Linked DNA regions of Pan troglodytes: regions 1 and 2 are each linked to region 3. The links are chromatin contacts, called in public HiChIP or PLAC-seq maps. All regions are on one chromosome and are shown on one strand. The core of a region is the stretch at or near the end of the contact, and the rest is flanking DNA. Distances in the headings are between cores, read along the strand shown.

The links. HiChIP or PLAC-seq counts read pairs in DNA pulled down with a chosen protein or histone mark.
Region 1: an H3K4me3 HiChIP or PLAC-seq map of stem cell-derived excitatory neurons shows a contact between it and region 3, with 3 times the contacts expected there. The contact joins the promoter of RNASEL here to the promoter of DHX9 in region 3. A contact is called at or near these places in 2 of 7 Hi-C or Micro-C datasets (induced pluripotent stem cells and stem cell-derived neural progenitor cells) and 1 of 1 datasets of contacts at active chromatin or transcription factors (stem cell-derived excitatory neurons).
Region 2: an H3K4me3 HiChIP or PLAC-seq map of stem cell-derived excitatory neurons shows a contact between it and region 3, with 7 times the contacts expected there. The contact joins the promoter of RGS16 here to the promoter of DHX9 in region 3. A contact is called at or near these places in 2 of 7 Hi-C or Micro-C datasets (induced pluripotent stem cells and stem cell-derived neural progenitor cells) and 1 of 1 datasets of contacts at active chromatin or transcription factors (stem cell-derived excitatory neurons).

The regions. Positions count from the first base shown.
Region 1 is chr1:66,516,364-66,519,063 of NHGRI_mPanTro3-v2.0_pri, reverse strand. It overlaps RNASEL (ribonuclease L), which reads right to left and starts at 1,419. Exons shown (of 7, transcript XM_524990.5): 1 at 1,302-1,419.
Region 2 is chr1:66,494,643-66,497,342 of NHGRI_mPanTro3-v2.0_pri, reverse strand. RGS16 (regulator of G protein signaling 16) reads right to left here and starts at 1,416. Exons shown (of 6, transcript XM_003308627.7): 1 at 1,296-1,416.
Region 3 is chr1:66,268,967-66,271,666 of NHGRI_mPanTro3-v2.0_pri, reverse strand. It overlaps DHX9 (DExH-box helicase 9), which reads left to right and starts at 1,447. Exons shown (of 28, transcript XM_003308631.6): 1 at 1,447-1,584.

The sequences.
Region 1 (2,700 bases), core at 170-2,669, 250 kb before region 3:
TGACTTTGCAGTGGTGGAAAAGCAATAAACATTCAGTAGAAACCACACTTCAAGTACACATACAACCATTCTGTTTTTTATTTCAGCATAGCATTCGATAAATACATGAGACATTTAACACTTTATTATAAAATAAGCTTTGAGCTAGATGATTTTGCCCAACTGTAGCCTAATGTAAGTGTTCTGAGCACATTTAAGGTAAGCTAGGATAAGCTATGACGTTCAGCAGATTAGGTGTATTAAATGTGCTTTTGACCTACAATATTTTCAATTTAGGAAGGGTTTATCTGTATGTAACCCCATCATAAGTCAAGGAGTATCTGCAGTAGTGAAAAGAGCTTGTACTCTAACCTTAGGGAGATCTAAGTTTGAGCTTGTGGCTGTGTAATTTTTTACTATTACTTCCTGTAACCTTGGATTGTTGAATCTCAATTTTCTATTTCCTGAAATGGAGACAAAAATAAATACAGTCGTGTGTAAAGTACATTAAAGTATGGAGTGTTGCAAATATTAGCCGCTCAATGAATGTTAGAGCTAATTATATCCCTTTATGAAAAAATAAATTGCTTAGTGAATTCTATTCTCCCTACACATGTGCATATAGCTACTACACGAATAGGCAACTGGCAGCTATCAATTTCGTCCAACTGTCAATCAGATCTGAGAATTACAGATCCAGTTCAATCATCAGACAGCCCGAAACTGTTACCTGAATATTTAAATTACTGCATCTGCTATAGAATTCACGAAGCAACCCTTTTTCAGCAATCTCACCACTCTGACAGTTTCAAAGCCTCAGAGGTTAATTGATTAGCCTCTTAGAAGTTTAATTAATTGTGCAACACATACACGATCACCAGGCAATGAAATCTTTGAACCAAAGTGTTTGTGTAGACCGTCCCCATTACAATCAGATGTGAGGTGGGCTGGTATAAACAAAGGAGCCGGGAAGGAGAGGAAATATCAAGGAAGCCCTGAGTGACGCATCAGAGTCGAGAAGAGACGAGCCTGCGGAAGTACTCCAACAGACAATCCTGCTTTCAATTTCACTTTCTCTGTGCGACCTGAGTAAGTCGCAAAGAGATGCCTGAGAAACTGAGGACATGGATAAATGACGTGTGGACTCTGACAGAACTCTGGAAGGGCACTGAGGAAGATCCTTCCGGGCAGCCAAGGGCTGGGAGCTCCCCTCCCACTTCCCAAGTCCTCCAGCCCCTGGCCTCTCCAGTCTCCAAAGCCCAAGAATTCTTCAGGATCGACTTATCGAGGTTTTCTAGCTTTCCTCCTTCTGCCTGCCTTACCTGCTCAACTCAGACGTCTCAATTATTCCTTTGGCAGCCGCAAAGCCTGGAAGACTGCTTGCAGCCCGAGCAGTTTCCTCCTGCTGCGTCACTGAGCCAGCAGGGCGGAGCCAAGAAAGGAGTGAGGAGTGTGGGAGGGAAAGCAGCCACAGGCTCACTCTGGCACCAGGAGCAAAGCTTCTACTTGCACACCTTCTGGAGGAAAGCAATAGCCACTTTCTGTCTGCTGATGAGGAATGTGATGCCCGGGGTCATGTCACTCACCTCTCAGTCTTGCAGCCTTTCAGGTGGCAGCAGCCAACTGCATCCATCACTCTTGCGTCCTTTCTTTTGTCATTGCAAATTCTGGTCTTCTTGGAAGAAAGGAATGGAAAGTAAACACATATTGAGCACCTATTGTGTTCCAGACACAATGCTTTACGTGCAGCATGGTCCCAGTTAACCCCTGACAATCTTGTTGATTATGAAACGCAGGCTCATAGAAGCTAAGTAAGCCCAAAGCCCAAGCCCTGTCACCTGTCTCAGCTCACTCAACTCACAGCTCTGAGGCAGTGCGGCCTTCTCAGGAGGGTACCGGACTGGCAGTCTGGAGACCTGATCCTACAGCCAGCTCTGTGGCTGCTTAGCTGAGTGACCTCAGGCATGTGATTTAACCATGTAGGGCCTCAGTTCTCTCCTATAACTTGGTTTTGAAGGTTCCTTTCTGCTCTACAAGTTCTGTTCTTGACTATCTTCCTAGCAATGAGCTGTGTACTGTGTACTTAGTGCTGTAGTGGAAAGTATTTCCATCCCCAAAGAATACCCAGTCTTGCTGGGGAGACAAAGCCCTGGGACTTGTGAACAACAAGTAGTGCATGGTCACTTGACGACCACCTGTGTCACACCATCCAGACCCGGGGCCTCTACCACCCCTTATACACCAGGGATTCCCAGGCCTCGCTCTCTAACCCCAGCCTCTCTGCTGAGCTTTAGACCTACAAATCTTGAATATGTGTCAAATGGAAATACTCATCTTTTCCTAAATCTGCCCCTCCTCCCACTTATTCCATCTCCACAGATGGCACCATCACCCGGAGGCCACCCCTCATCCTCATCCCAACACCAAGTCTCTTGCTTTCATCTGCAAAGGGATGACCAGTCGAGTCCTTGTCATCATTTATAGCAAGAAACTGATGACTTGCTTCCTAGCCCTTCATCCATTGTTCCACCCTGCATCATTGACCCACCATCATTTTCAGGACAAAGTTCAAAAATCCTTAACCCATTATTCATTTAATTAATACTTGTTGGACAGGCGCGGTGGCTCACACCTGTAATCCCAGCACTTTGGGAGGCCGAGGCAGGCAGATCACCTGAGTTCAGGAGTTCAAGACCAGCCTGGCCAACATGGTGAAACCGC
Region 2 (2,700 bases), core at 167-2,666, 230 kb before region 3:
CTTAACACTTCCATTTCCGAAGTAAGAGAGTTACCTAAGAAGCCTGAGTTTCTAAATGTCTTCCTCTTTCCCACCATACCTCCTCCTTGCCTTCTTCACCTTTGTCACAAAAGTCATTTTTCTGAGAGTATCTCGTTTCCATTCACTAAGACTTAGAAACAAGGCTTATTAGAATCTGCATTTTACTGTAATGATTTTCCAAGACCCTGAGAAGCCAGTCAGAATGAAAGATTAGAGGGGGGAAACGTGAGGCCTGGGATTTGCAAATGACTGAAAGGTGATGTTTATATTTCCCGTCCCCTAGTCCTTTGCAAACTGAGGATGGAGCACATTTTTATTTTAGAACTGGAAAGTCAGACAGGCACAGCACCCCAGATGGTGCCTCTATCTCTAGAAGGAAATAAGCACCAGAAGAAATCTAACAGGTGCCACCCCTAATCTGGGAGTAGAGGAGGGATTCTGACCATCGCTCACCACACCATATTCTCTCACCAAGGCAACAGCCAGTGCTGATGTGTAACATCGTGGGCAAGAGGAAAGTATTCTGCTCTTTGGCCTAACTGTTGTGTCAAGAGAACGGGGATATAGAATAGGTGAGGAGAGAACATTGTTTTACTCTCAAATATTGTGTGTGTTTGTGTGTGTGTGTGTGTGTGTGTGTGTGTAGGGGCAGGGAACTGAAAGACCTTCGCAGAGGAGAACCTCTATGAGTGGCCAACCACCCTCATTTCTTGGAAAACTCAACATATCAGACTACCTCTGTTTCCAGAGACATTCAGTGTTCTCTCCTCCATTCCAAAGCTGCCTTTGAGATGTGGATGCTTACTTGGACAGGTCTAAAACGGCCTCAGGGAGGTCTGGAGCCCAAATCTCGGTGCCTAGTGCAGTGTCTAACACAATAGAGACACTCATTAAATAATGAGTGAATGAATCCCACTCCAAACATGGTGAATATCCTTGGAGATTAACTGTCAACCCTGCCTGCCCCAGATCCTCCAGATTGCAGGCATTCTCAGCTAAACTTCAGCCAGTCAGCTTTCTGGAAATGGGTCCCAGGAGGGCTGAATTATGCAGTGAAACTTATTACTCTGCAGCCCTCTTACACTCCCCTCCCCCTGTGGCTTGCAGTCTCCCAGTGCAGAGCAAACTGGAGCAAAATCAGGGAAGGGTCAAGCAGACATCAGTGGCTCCAGAGCCCAGCTAGAGTTGGAAGCAAGACACCAAACACACATGGCACCTATGCCGACTCCACCTACCCCTCTGTAGGCCTTTAGTGTGAAAAGCCCCCAGCTTACCTTGCCTCCTTCCTCTTCCTCTCCTAGGTATTCCAGAGCAGCATGTACTAGGGAGAATCCGGCTCTGTGTCAGACAGTAAGACGATTTCAGCCAGCTTGGAAGGTTGATGTCTGGTCTTCCTCCAGGCCCTGTCTTAGAGAAAAGGAAACTACCATTTTTAGGGCCCTCCATGATCCAACGCTGGACTCAGGGCCTTACAGATGCCACCTGTACAGAAGGGGAAACAGACATCGGTGCGTAAGTAATCTCCCCACAGTGACACACCTAGTAAATGGGAGTGCCAGGCTAGAAACCCAGTTCTATCCACAAGGTCCAACCCCAGGGCTATTCAATGCCTTGTCCCCATGTTCCCTAGCCTCTGAGCATCTCTCCCCCTGGACCTTGGCTGCTACTTCAGGCCATTTCTCCTCCTTGTTCTAGTCAGAAATTTCTAGGTGCTTACCTAGGCCACAGATGAGACACAAGGACCCCAGGAACAGCAAGCCCCAACATGTGAATACCACACACACGTGCAGAGATGTCAGGTCAGAGGCATGGGAGGGGCTTTGTCATCTCCTGGGAGTTAAGGACCTACTTTCTGTGGGGTACCTCCTCCTCCTTTGAGTCACCTTCCAGGAGTCCCCATGTCAACAGGGAGAGTAGGGGGTGGGGGTGGGGCAGTCTGGTGCAGGGGCACAGAAGAAAAACCATTTTATAGGAAAGCAGGGGAGGCTCAACAAAAGCACCAACACTAGCTGTAATGTGGCGACAAGTTGGAAGGGATCATGCCTCTCACAATGTGCTCACAACACCTGAGCAGAGGGAGAAACGTGGTGTGATGTGTGAGCAGCTGGGAGGCTGGGCCGGCAGAGTGGCGGCGGGGGAGAAGGGCCGGAGAAAGCAATGGGAACAGGTGGTCCTTTCACAAGCTCCCAGGCCCTCAGCCTCTGACACAGCAGCTGTCCTAGAAACAGGCCCAGGTGGACAGAGAGAAGAGCACAGCAGGGGGTGCATGATGTTTTTGCAGAGATAGAAATGAGCTCTCCCTAATAGGCCCCACACATTTGAGCAGGGGGGCACACGCGGTGAGCTGTGTGACTGAGCCTGGGTGAGCCACGCCTCCTCCGCCAGCCATCTAGCTGTAGTGCTGCTCCAAATGTGACCACAGGGGAACTTTCTGGATCCAAGTCCCCAGGCGTCCCAAACACCCTGGCTGCAGTAAACACAATGACAGTCACTAACAACTGGTGTGCACACTTCCACTGTGCTCTACATTTATGGCTCTCACAGTCCTCGTCTCATTTAATCCTCACACTAACCTCTGAAGAAGGTCCTCTGACCATTGTTTTACAGATGGGGAAACTGAAGCATAGAGAGGTTAATGGAGGAAGAGATAGAAGGATCGTGCATGATTTGGTACTGGGT
Region 3 (2,700 bases), core at 198-2,697:
CATAATAGTCTCTAATGATCCTTGGTATTTCTGTGGTATTGGTTTAATGTCTTCTAGGCCACTGCTGCTTTCAACACCCTGAAGGGTACAAAAAAAAAAAATTAAGGTCTTTCTTTCAATGATTTTATTCTTAATTAAGGAGAACAATCACATGAAGAAAATAATAAGTAAATGCTAAACTATGTTGTTCTGATTTTAAGAATGCCAGTTTTAAAGGGAGTGATCACTATCAGCTAGAAGGATTAAGAAAAACATAAGGAAAGAGGTGAAAAATAAAGATCCATAGATATAATGAGCCCAGATAATTCATTAGTCTGGATTCCCTGGAACAATCCCAGCTGGAAATGTTTTGTATCATTACCTTCATGGGAAGCACTGGAGTTTCAAAATTTAACACTGACTAGTATAATAATTAAGGACACAATTATTCCAAAGACTTGGAACACAAAATTACTCCAAAGACTTGGAACACAAAAGGTTATCCAATTTAAACAAAAGCAACCTTGCAGATTTTATTCCTACCTTAAAGTAGTTTGCTGAGCACTTAAGTAATGTTCCAGGCACGGCAAGGAGCGACCTGCGTTAGCCAGGCAGAATGCCCGCCTTCACTGAGCTTATTTCTTTCATGGTTTTTTGTTTGTTTTTGAGACGGAGTCTCGCTCTCTCGCCCAGAAAATGGCGTGATCTCGGCCCACTGCAACCTCCGCCGCCGCCCCCGACCCCGGGGTTCAAGCGATTCTCCTGCCTCAGCCTCCCGAGTAGCTGGGATTGCAGGAGCCCGCCCAGCCACCCAAGCAGCTGGGATTGCAGGCGCCCGCCCCCCTGCCCGGCTAATTTTTGTTTTTTTTTTTTTTTTTTTTTTTAGTAGAAACGGGGTTTCACCACGCTGGCCAGGCTGGTCTCAAACTCCTGACCCCAAGTGATTCGCCCGCCTCGGCCTCCCAAAGTGCTGGGATTACAGGCACCGCGCCCGGCCAGTTTCTTTCTTTCAAGAGACACTGGCGTTCAGACTATCTGAATCAATCCGGTAACTACGCCCACTGAACACCTACTACGTGCCAGGTATTGAACTAAGCCGCCCTTCATATGCCATCTCATGTAATTATCTCAACAACCCTACCAAGTTAGCAGCAAGGTTTCCAGTTCTGCCTTCGAAGGGAACCTCCTCTCACCGGAGATCCCTATGACAGACCCTGCGAAATATTTTGCTGCATCAGAATGCTACAGGCCGTCAACTCCCTAACATGCGCAAAAGCGGGCAGCCGATTATCCAGGGTAGTGGATTATCCAGAGCAGCAGGTCTGGCGCGATGCCCGCCCGGCTCAGCCCATCTCCCTAGCAACGAAACCCTTCCGCGCCGCGAGGTGGCTGAGCCCCGCCCCCTCCATTGGCGCGCCCTCGCCATCCCCCGCCCTGGCACGCGCTCTGCGCATGCGTACGCTCGCTGGCCCCGCCCCCTAGCGCCGCGGTCGGAGCCATTTCGCCGATTCCTCCATGCGAGTTGCTGTGCGTTTCTCTGTTGTCTCGGTAGAAGGCCAGAGTCACACACGGTCCTAAGAGCTGGGCACCAGGAAGCGAAGGCTGGTAAGGGAGAGACGTTCCGGCTACCGTGCGGGGCGGCGGGGTCGCGGGCGGGCGGCGTGGACCATGGCTCCGCAGCCGGCTTTGTTGCGAAGCGCGGGCGGCGGCGGCGGCTGGGGGTGGGGGAAGGGACGAGCCGCCCGCGGGTCCCCGGATTGCGGGTTGCGTGCGCGCCTCGCCGCGATGCGCTTGCGCCGTCCGGGCAGCCTGTGGCCCCCTCCCCTCCGCCCAGCGTTTCCCGCTGCTGCCTCTAGCAGGCAAAGCCCGCTTCCTCCTCTGGCCTGCGTACGCCGGGGCACCGCGGCGGCTGAGGGAAGGGGGTGCTTCGCCTGTGGTGGTTGCCGCCTGGGCGCCACTGGCCTAGGGCCTTTCAGTCATTCATTCAAGCCACGAATAACTGGCGCCGTCGTGCAGGCCTTGTGGGTAGAGCAAAAAGAAATTGAAGAATGTAAAGGGAGAGCGCCTTTGGCTAGTATAGCGAGGTAAGGCGTCTCGAAGGAGGGAGGCTTTGAGCTGATAACCTCGGCCAACGCGAAGGAAAAGCAGAGCCTGCAGATGCGGAAGGGATTAGTTATCGCTTAAGGGCAGAAACTGGGCGGGAGCTGAAAGCAGGCCATGTGACTGGAGTGTGGCGAGAAGGCCTTCAAAGGAGAATGGGTTTTAGGGTGGCAAGAGTGGAAACAAAAACCGTGTAGGACAATATTTCACTAGCCCGGGTGTGCAGTAGTGGTGGCAGGAGAGATGGGGAGAAACGAATGGATAGGGGACGTATTTTGAAGCAGAAATGCGTAGTGGTGGAAGGTAGTAGATCTGGAGTCAGGCTACGTTTTCTTGAATTCTTGCGCCCCCTTTTTTTTTTTTTTTTTTTTTTGCAAGAGTCTCGCTGTGTCGCCAGACTGGAATGCAGTGGCGCGATGGCGGCTCACAGCAACGTCCGTCTCCCTGGTTCAAGTGATTCTCCTGCCTCAGCCTCCGGAGTAGCTGGGACTACAGGCGCGCGCCACCACGCCCAGCTAATTTTTGTATTTTTAGTAGAGACGGGGTTTCATCATGTTGGCCAAGATGGTCTCGATTTCTTGACCTCGTGATCCGCCCGCCTTGGCCTACCAAAGTGCTGGG